Linked DNA regions of Mus musculus: region 1 is linked to region 2. The links are chromatin contacts, called in public Micro-C maps. All regions are on one chromosome and are shown on one strand. Each heading gives the region's core, a stretch centred on a gene start, on an enhancer-like site or on the middle of the called end of the contact. The rest is flanking DNA. Distances are from core to core; before and after follow the strand shown.

What was found. Hi-C and Micro-C count contacts between places; a contact is called where the count stands out from the background.
Region 1: a Micro-C map of embryonic stem cells shows a contact between it and region 2, with 2.1 times the contacts expected there. The contact joins the enhancer-like site here to the promoter of Rflnb in region 2. A contact is called at or near these places in 1 of 39 promoter capture datasets (stem cell-derived epiblast-like cells), 1 of 484 Hi-C or Micro-C datasets (embryonic stem cells) and 2 of 115 datasets of contacts at active chromatin or transcription factors (microglia and pancreatic cancer cells).

What each region holds. Positions count from the first base shown.
Region 1 is chr11:76,612,119-76,615,909 of GRCm38.p6, reverse strand. It overlaps a transcript of Abr not described here. Among named protein-coding and RNA genes, the nearest start is that of Gm46288, 13 kb to the left of the region's middle. Within about 2 kb of position 1,464, at least 29 of the 459 cell types and tissues checked have an H3K27ac peak or open chromatin away from gene starts, as enhancers often do. A contact at or near this core is called in embryonic stem cells, where this site is marked.
Region 2 is chr11:76,025,545-76,029,111 of GRCm38.p6, reverse strand. Rflnb (refilin B) reads left to right here and starts at 1,330. Exons shown (of 3, transcript NM_029658.1): 1 at 1,330-1,684. The coding sequence starts at 1,475.

The DNA of each region.
Region 1 (3,791 bases), core at 215-2,714, 590 kb before region 2:
ACTTTCAGGGCTAGCTGTGATAAAATAATACTGCTCCTGTTGTGGAGCGATATTAAAATGTTTTTGCATGCCAAGTGCGGTGGTGCACGATTGTCATCCTAGTATTCGTGATGCTCAGGTGGGAGAATCAGGAGTTCCAGACAGCCTGTGCTGTGTCGTGAATCCTGCCACCAACACAGGACTTCTTGAGACGTACACACTGGTGGTTTGTTGTGCTTTGTGGAGAGTCCACACCGAGTCACTGACTCTCCAGGACTTGCCTGCCTCCACCGCTCGCCTCCACTGTCTTGCCCTCATCATTAATAGGAAGGTCTGGTTAACCTTCTCTCTATACAAGTATGGAATGCAACCAGCCTTGAAACCGATTCCTCTGGTCTATCTGGTTTTCCTCTGATTAAGAATAATTTTGTAGTTGCCTCTAGATCAGAGGTTCTCAACCTGTGGATTGCAACCCTTTGGGGCCGCATATCAGATACCCTGCATACTAGGTATTTACATTATGATTCATATCAGTAGCAAAATTACAGTTATAAAGTGGTGATGAAATAATTTTACAGTTGGGGTCACCACAACATGAGCTGTATTAAGGGTCTCAGCATTAGGAAGGTTGAGAACCACTGGCCGTCCCAGCACCCACACGGCAGCTCACACCTACCTGTCTGTAATTCCAGGGTTTCTGACACTGTCATACAGACATAATGCAGGCAAAACACATTAAAATAAAAATAAATTTTATAAAGCATTTATCATGTGTGTCTGTGAGGCTAGGCGCGCGCGTGTGTGTGTGTGTGTGTGTGTGTGTGTGTGTGTGTGTGTGTGTGTGTGTGTATGCCAGCCATGTTCATGCCTGGTGCTCATGGACCCAGAAGAGGGTATAGGATTCCCTAGAACTGAAGTTAAGGACTGTTATGGACTGCCATGTGGAAGCTGGAGACTGAACCTGGGTCCTCTATGTGAGCAGTAAATACTCTTAACTGCTGAGCCCTCTCTTCAGACCTCACTTTACTGTCTTTTAAATATTCATATAAACACATGTACTTCTTCTTAGGACTGGAGAGATGGAACACTTTTTAAAACATTTAAAACCTTGAAAAAAATCTTACTAACAATGATAAAACAAACAAGTCATTGTCTGGAAAAGCAGTGTGTCTGGTCAGCAGACAGAGCTGCAGGGTTGGGATATTTCCATGAGACAACTTTCCGACTTTCTCCAAGTTTCAGGTTCTTTGTCTGTGAGATGGAGGTGGCAGTGATGGGAGCATACCCTAGACTTGTTATGAAGCCTTCATGAGAAAATGTATGGAAATCACAGAGTACAACACCAGCTCATAGGTTTAGCGGCTCTTAGATGGCTCCCTTAGCTGCTAAGTCCAGAGTTTTCCAGTTGGCTGAGCCAGGCTCATATTTACATCTCCTTCCTGTCCCTCCCATCATCCCCTCTGTTTCTTCCTTCCACGTTGAACATGGAAGCCAGAGCCTGGTGCATGCTGGGAAAACATTCTATCACTGAGCCACACCCCCTATTTGCATCACATAAAGAAGCTCTCAGATACAGTTTGTTTTGTTTGTTTTCCCTCCTCCCTTCTTACTCAGTCTATAAATGTGTTGTTCCTTCAGAGGAGACCAACCTTGGTTGTTTGTGGTCTCTGTTCCTTTTCCTTCTGGTGAAGCCAGAAGCTGGGATTTCCATGGTTCTTGTTTTCCTCTACCTGCTCAAGCTAACATTCTTGATGCTGGTCCTTTTTATGTGCTCTTTTCTGGCATTTGAGGTGCATGCCCCTGAGTCCCTAAATCCCCAAATCTATCCTCTGAGGTCTGGCTCTTCCATAGAACCTGTATTGGTTAAAATATGGGCTTGCTACATAGGACATAGTCTAACGTTGGTATTTAAGCAAGGTGAGAGTTTTATTTATCTGTCATATGAAGGAACTCTGGAGATAAACAATCTGTGTGATCATGAGGGATTCAGGCTCTTTCATCTTTTTGTATTATGGTCCCAAACAGCTGCTGGAGATCCACCCATCACACTTATGCTTCAGGCAAGAATTTTAAGAACAGGGAAAAGAGGGAGTGGCAGTTGCTGGGTCTGCTATTTGAGAGGTTTCCTAGAAACTGTCATGTCTCTCATGACAGTTTCTGTTTTTAATCACATCAGCCTAGCTATCAGGGAGGTTGGGAAATAGAGTACTGAATAAGGGCGTACGACCCTCTCCAGTCAAATGGGGTCTCTGTTACAAGGAAAAATGGAAGAATAGAGAGTGAGCAGGCAGCTAGCAGCCTCTGGCACGAGCCTTTCCAACGACTCCATCCAGGCTGTGATGCTTAGAGTGAGCCCACACTGCACAATTGTTTTTATTATTATGCCATCTGTCAGTTCATTGACCCAGTGGACAAATGACAACAGAACCCCTTCTCTCTGCAAAGCACGATGCCTGTTGTCTTCCGAAGCATCACTCTCAAGTCAAGGGTTGGCTGGCTCCCTGAGGGCAGGGACTAGGGTCTGTTTCTCAGTAGTATTTTCCAAAGGCTGAGCAGGAGGCAGGCACTAGCAAAGCAACTATCACAACTCCAGGTGAGATGCTGGGGCTGGGGGGGGGGGGACGACAAAAACAAAATCCCCCCAAAACCCAAACAACAAACCCTACAACTTCTCTTCTTTAATCCTGTGCTAGACAATTGAGGTGTTTTGGGTCTTGAGGGTGGACGGTGAACCATCTCCAAACATCAGAGCTGCGCTGCTGCCCAGTTGTCCGATGTGGACACTGAGCTCTGTTTGCATATCAAACAAGATTTATGAGTAGAAGTCTCTATGCCCGCCAGCTTCCCTCACCACCGTTCTGCACGCAGCCGTTTCTGTCACATGCATCTCCCTTGTCATCTCTGCACCATATTAGCTGCAGAGAAAATCTGCAGCGTCTCCACCGTGAAAGTCGGCTTACTTTTCTTCCCGTTTGAGTCTTGAAATCATCTGCCTGAGACTAGTCTGTCTGAAGGTGGGTTGCCTCGAGCGCATGACACGTCTTGTGATTGCTGAGCAAAAGATAGCTTTAAAGGCTTATTGGCACCTGGGAGAGAAGGAACTAAAATATGCTTAGTACCTACTGTCTGCGCCGCGTGAAGCCCGGTTTCCCGTTGTCACTCTACTGCGCATGCCTGAAATCTCAGCCATTCAGAGGTGGGAGGGTCCGAAGCTTAAAGGTCAGCCTGCATAACTTAATGAGATTCTGCCTCAAAAGAAAACGGAAGGCTTAAGGGTTTAGTACTCCCTGGCAGAGTTCTTTGCTCAGTATGCAAGAGGATGACCTCTGTTCAATTCCTAGGATGGCAAGGAAAAAAGGGGGTGGGGAGGAAAGACGATGTTCCACAGACGAGGAAACTGGCTGCAATGGGTTAACTGGCCAGCCCCCAAGATTGCTCAGTGCTGTGATTAATTTTTCTATTGAGAACTCATATATTATTAAATTGGCCTGTTGGTTGCTTTCAGTTTTGCGTTTTAGAACATTCACAAAGTTATGATGTTACCACTATATTTCACTCTAATCTCAGACACCCCCCTCCCCCTAGCCGCTCCCCCTCCCCCAGGACTTGGGTACATTTTGAGCACAGGCTGAAACCTCACCCACCCCCCTCATTCCATCTCCTCATTTGTCGTGTGCTGTGATTTAAAATATGTGAAGCTGGTCAGAGTCTGAGGTTGTTATCTAGTTGGTAGAGTGCTTAAAACATTCACAAGAAGGAGGCAGAGGCAGGCAGATTTCTGAGTGTGAGGCCAGCCTGGTCTAAGGAGTGAG
Region 2 (3,567 bases), core at 81-2,580:
TATCCTCTGTAGAAGGAATGACCCTGGCTTTCTGTTCCTAGCAAGCTGCCTTCTATCCATCACATGATTAAAGGCAAGCCCTTCTCTCTCCGTATCAAAAATGATGGGTAGAGAGAAAGGAGGACTGAACTTTGCTGGTAGATCTAGTCACTCTGAACATATATATATATATATATATATATATATATATATATATATATATATATTTTAACAAATCTGCCCCAAGCAGGACAGATGTTCTTTGTTCTTGCAAAGATGTGGATTGGACCACGAAGGTGATCCAGGGAAGACTTCTGGTGGAGCACGTGGCACTTGGTGTTGACCCCGGGACATCTCCATGAGAGGAAAGAAAGAAAGAAAGAAAGAAAGAAAGAAAGAAAGAAAGAAAGGAAGGAAGGGGAAGGGGAAGGGGAAGGGGAAGGGGAAGGGGAAGGGGAAGGGGAAGGGGAAGGGGAAGGGGAAGGGGAAGGAAAGGAAAGGAAAGGAAAGGAAAGAAGAAAAGACAATGATTTTAGGCACACCCCAACTCAATTACTTCCCACTGAAGAAGAGCTTCTCTGTCAAACCTATCAGGAAGGACCACAGTCTGTTTGCTGTTGAGTTTAGGTTTTGTTTTGTTTGTAGAAGAGATTCCCTCTGATAGGACAGAGGGAGAAAGTTCCTGTGAGTGAATAGACTGTGGCCTCCATAAGGGGAATCTTGACTCCCTAAGAGAGCTGCTCTGTTTGCTGGTCTCTTTGGGAGATCCAAGCCTGTGACACCCTCAGAACTTCCCTGCCTGGACTGGCCACAGCCTGTTCAGCTGTGCCCGGGACCAGGGAGTGATCGACGCCCCCGGGAGTCCGGAGGAGTAGGCCCTCTCTCCTCCGGGGCAGACGTGAGAGCCAGAGCAGGCCCTGCTGAGCCAACAGGCCGCTGGAGCCATACGAAGCGCATTAAGTATTAATAATTTCCAGTTGTTTGCTCGTCCTCTCTCCCCACGCCCCCCCCCCCCCCCCCGCCCCCGGCCTCTGCAGACTGGGACTCCTTGGCTCTGGGCTGCCAGATCTAGAGATATTAGCACCTCTCGGGGGCCGGGGGACAGTGCATGGAGCAAGGATCGCCGTGGACCATAGGGACAGGGTGCGGGGCCGGACGAAGCCTCGCAGCTTTGCCAGTCGCGGCATGCCGGGGAGGTGGGAGGGGAGGCCCGTCGCGGGAAGATCGGCGCTCGGACGAGCTGGGCGGCGCGCGGCGGGAGCGCAGCGGCCCCTGGCGCTTGGCCTCTCGGCGGTCACCGCGGCTGGGCCAGCCCTCGGGGCGGGGCGGAGGGCGGGGCCTCGAACGAGCGCGGCCGCTGGCGACACCCGGACAACGCGCCGGCGGCGGGGCAAGGAGGGCAGCCCGGAGGGCAGCGGCCCCGGCCCGCGTGTGCGGCCCTCTCTTGCACTCCAACACCGCGGCGGCTGTGCCCGGTCCCGCCACACGTGCAGCTATGGTGGGCCGGCTGAGCCTGCAGGATGTCCCTGAACTCGTGGACACGAAGAAAAAAGGCGACGGCGTCCTGGACAGCCCGGACTCGGGGCTGCCCCCAAGCCCTAGCCCCAGCCACTGGGGGCTCGCAGCGACGGCGGGCGGCGGTGGGGAGCGCGCTCCGGTCGCAGGGACGCTGGAGCCCGATGCGGCGGTGACCCCTATAGTCCCGGTGAGTTGCCTCCCGCGCGGACTTCTCCCAGTCCCGGCCCACCCGCAGCCCTCCCCGGGGAGTCTCCAGCTTTCGCAGTCGGTGCGGCCACCCGCCCGTCGAGACGGCGTGGCCATCGCCGGGAGCCGGGGCGGGAGCGTAGCGAGAGAGCCTGGCCAGCTGGAGCCAGTGGCTGGAAAATTGTCATCGCCTGGGAGGCGCGGGAGCCCCGGGAGAGGCAAGCCGCGGTCTCCTCCCTTCGAGGTGGCGGCCCCCGAGGCTGCCAGGCTGCGGCTCGACCACATTCCTGCTGGGGCGGGCTGGGTGGGGCTCCCGGGACACGGACAGGGATCCCGGGCCCTCCCCACCCGGGGGGCCCACGCCCCGCGGCTTTGCTCCCAAAGCGGCCTCCCTCTGCCGGGACCTGGGAGAGGGGTGTGCTCTGGGCTCCTGGCGCAAGGCGGACCACAGCCTTTGGGGTTAGTCACACACAAGAGTCTTCAGGGTCTGGTAGGTCTTTTTTTCCCAGCCAGTGTTCTGCACTTAATGAGATCAGCGTCCTCCAGGTGGCCAGGGCTTTGAAAGTATTAATCCTTTTCCTTCTTTTCCTTTAAACTCTTTGCAAGAAAAACTCCCAAGTCTGTTTTGTCTTGGGATCTGTTCAGGTGATGATATTCAGAGCACAGCTCAAGAAAGGCCACATCCTGTCTACAGTAGAAGCTCAAAGTAAGACTGAAGGAGAGCTGTGACTGTGCCTCCCATGGGGAGGTCAGCGGCAAGTGTTATGCTTAAGGACCAAAATGGAGCTTTGCTGGTGTGGGGCCTTCTTGACCTACTGACCCTGTCCCAGCAAAAACCAGCACCTTTTATTTCCACTCCAAGGTGAAACTTGCTTCAGCTTGGTCTTTCAGTCTCTCTCATCTTTCCTGCTCTGACCACCGATCAGACACTCACTGGTGCCTCTGACATGGATTCCTGCACCTGACATGAACCTTGACCCTCTCACCTTTCCCATTCAAGTCCTGGTGGCCCTTCCTCACTATGTGGCCTCCTGGGGGAGCTTTCTCAGGCTTCTTCCAGAACCTGTGGCTTGGTGTCCAGGCTCAGTGTCTCTGTGTGGGTCTATCTTATCACTGCTGCTGACCCAATAGCGCACTGACTCTCTCCCACCCCTGGATACCCAGGGAATGTCTGTCTGGGGAGCAGGGATGGGGATACAAAGGAGGCAGGACAGGAGAAACCAGTATGGACACCTAGAAGAAAGATGTCTTGGAATTGTAGGAGAGCTCTGTGGCCTCACCTCATGCACACCCTCTGTCCACTTCCTTTAGCTTGAACTATATATCCCCTCCCCCACTGGTCTCAGTAAACTCCATCCTAGCCCTGGAATGGTACCCCAGCTCCCCAACATGCTTTTGGCTTTTGCATCTTCTGCTGGTAACACAGTAAAGATCCCTGAGCCAACCTCTTAGAAACACTTGCCTCCTTCTCTGTCCTAGGGGTGGGACTGCCTCTTCTACATCCTGGCACAAATGGAGTTCTTGCTCTTAAATTAAGCAAAGAAAATGACAGCTCTCGGAGAACCAGAGAGTACAAAGGGCTGCTAGGTCCTTCCACACTGTGTTTATCTCTGCACTGGAGCACAGAGGGGGACCAGAGAGGGTCACCTGAATTTGCCTGAATTTGTCAAAGCTGTATTCCACACACTAAGCTTTCTGGTTAGTGGAGGCCTGACCCAGAGCGAAGGCATCTCTGGCCTCCACTGTTAACAGTTGTGGGGACCCTCTGGCATGGATGGCGGCCGCTATATCAACCCCAGAGGCAAAGGAGATGGGGAAGCAGAGGTGGATCTTTACCTTAAAAACAAAACTCCTGGAAGCTTTGTCTCTTGGCATTAGGATTTA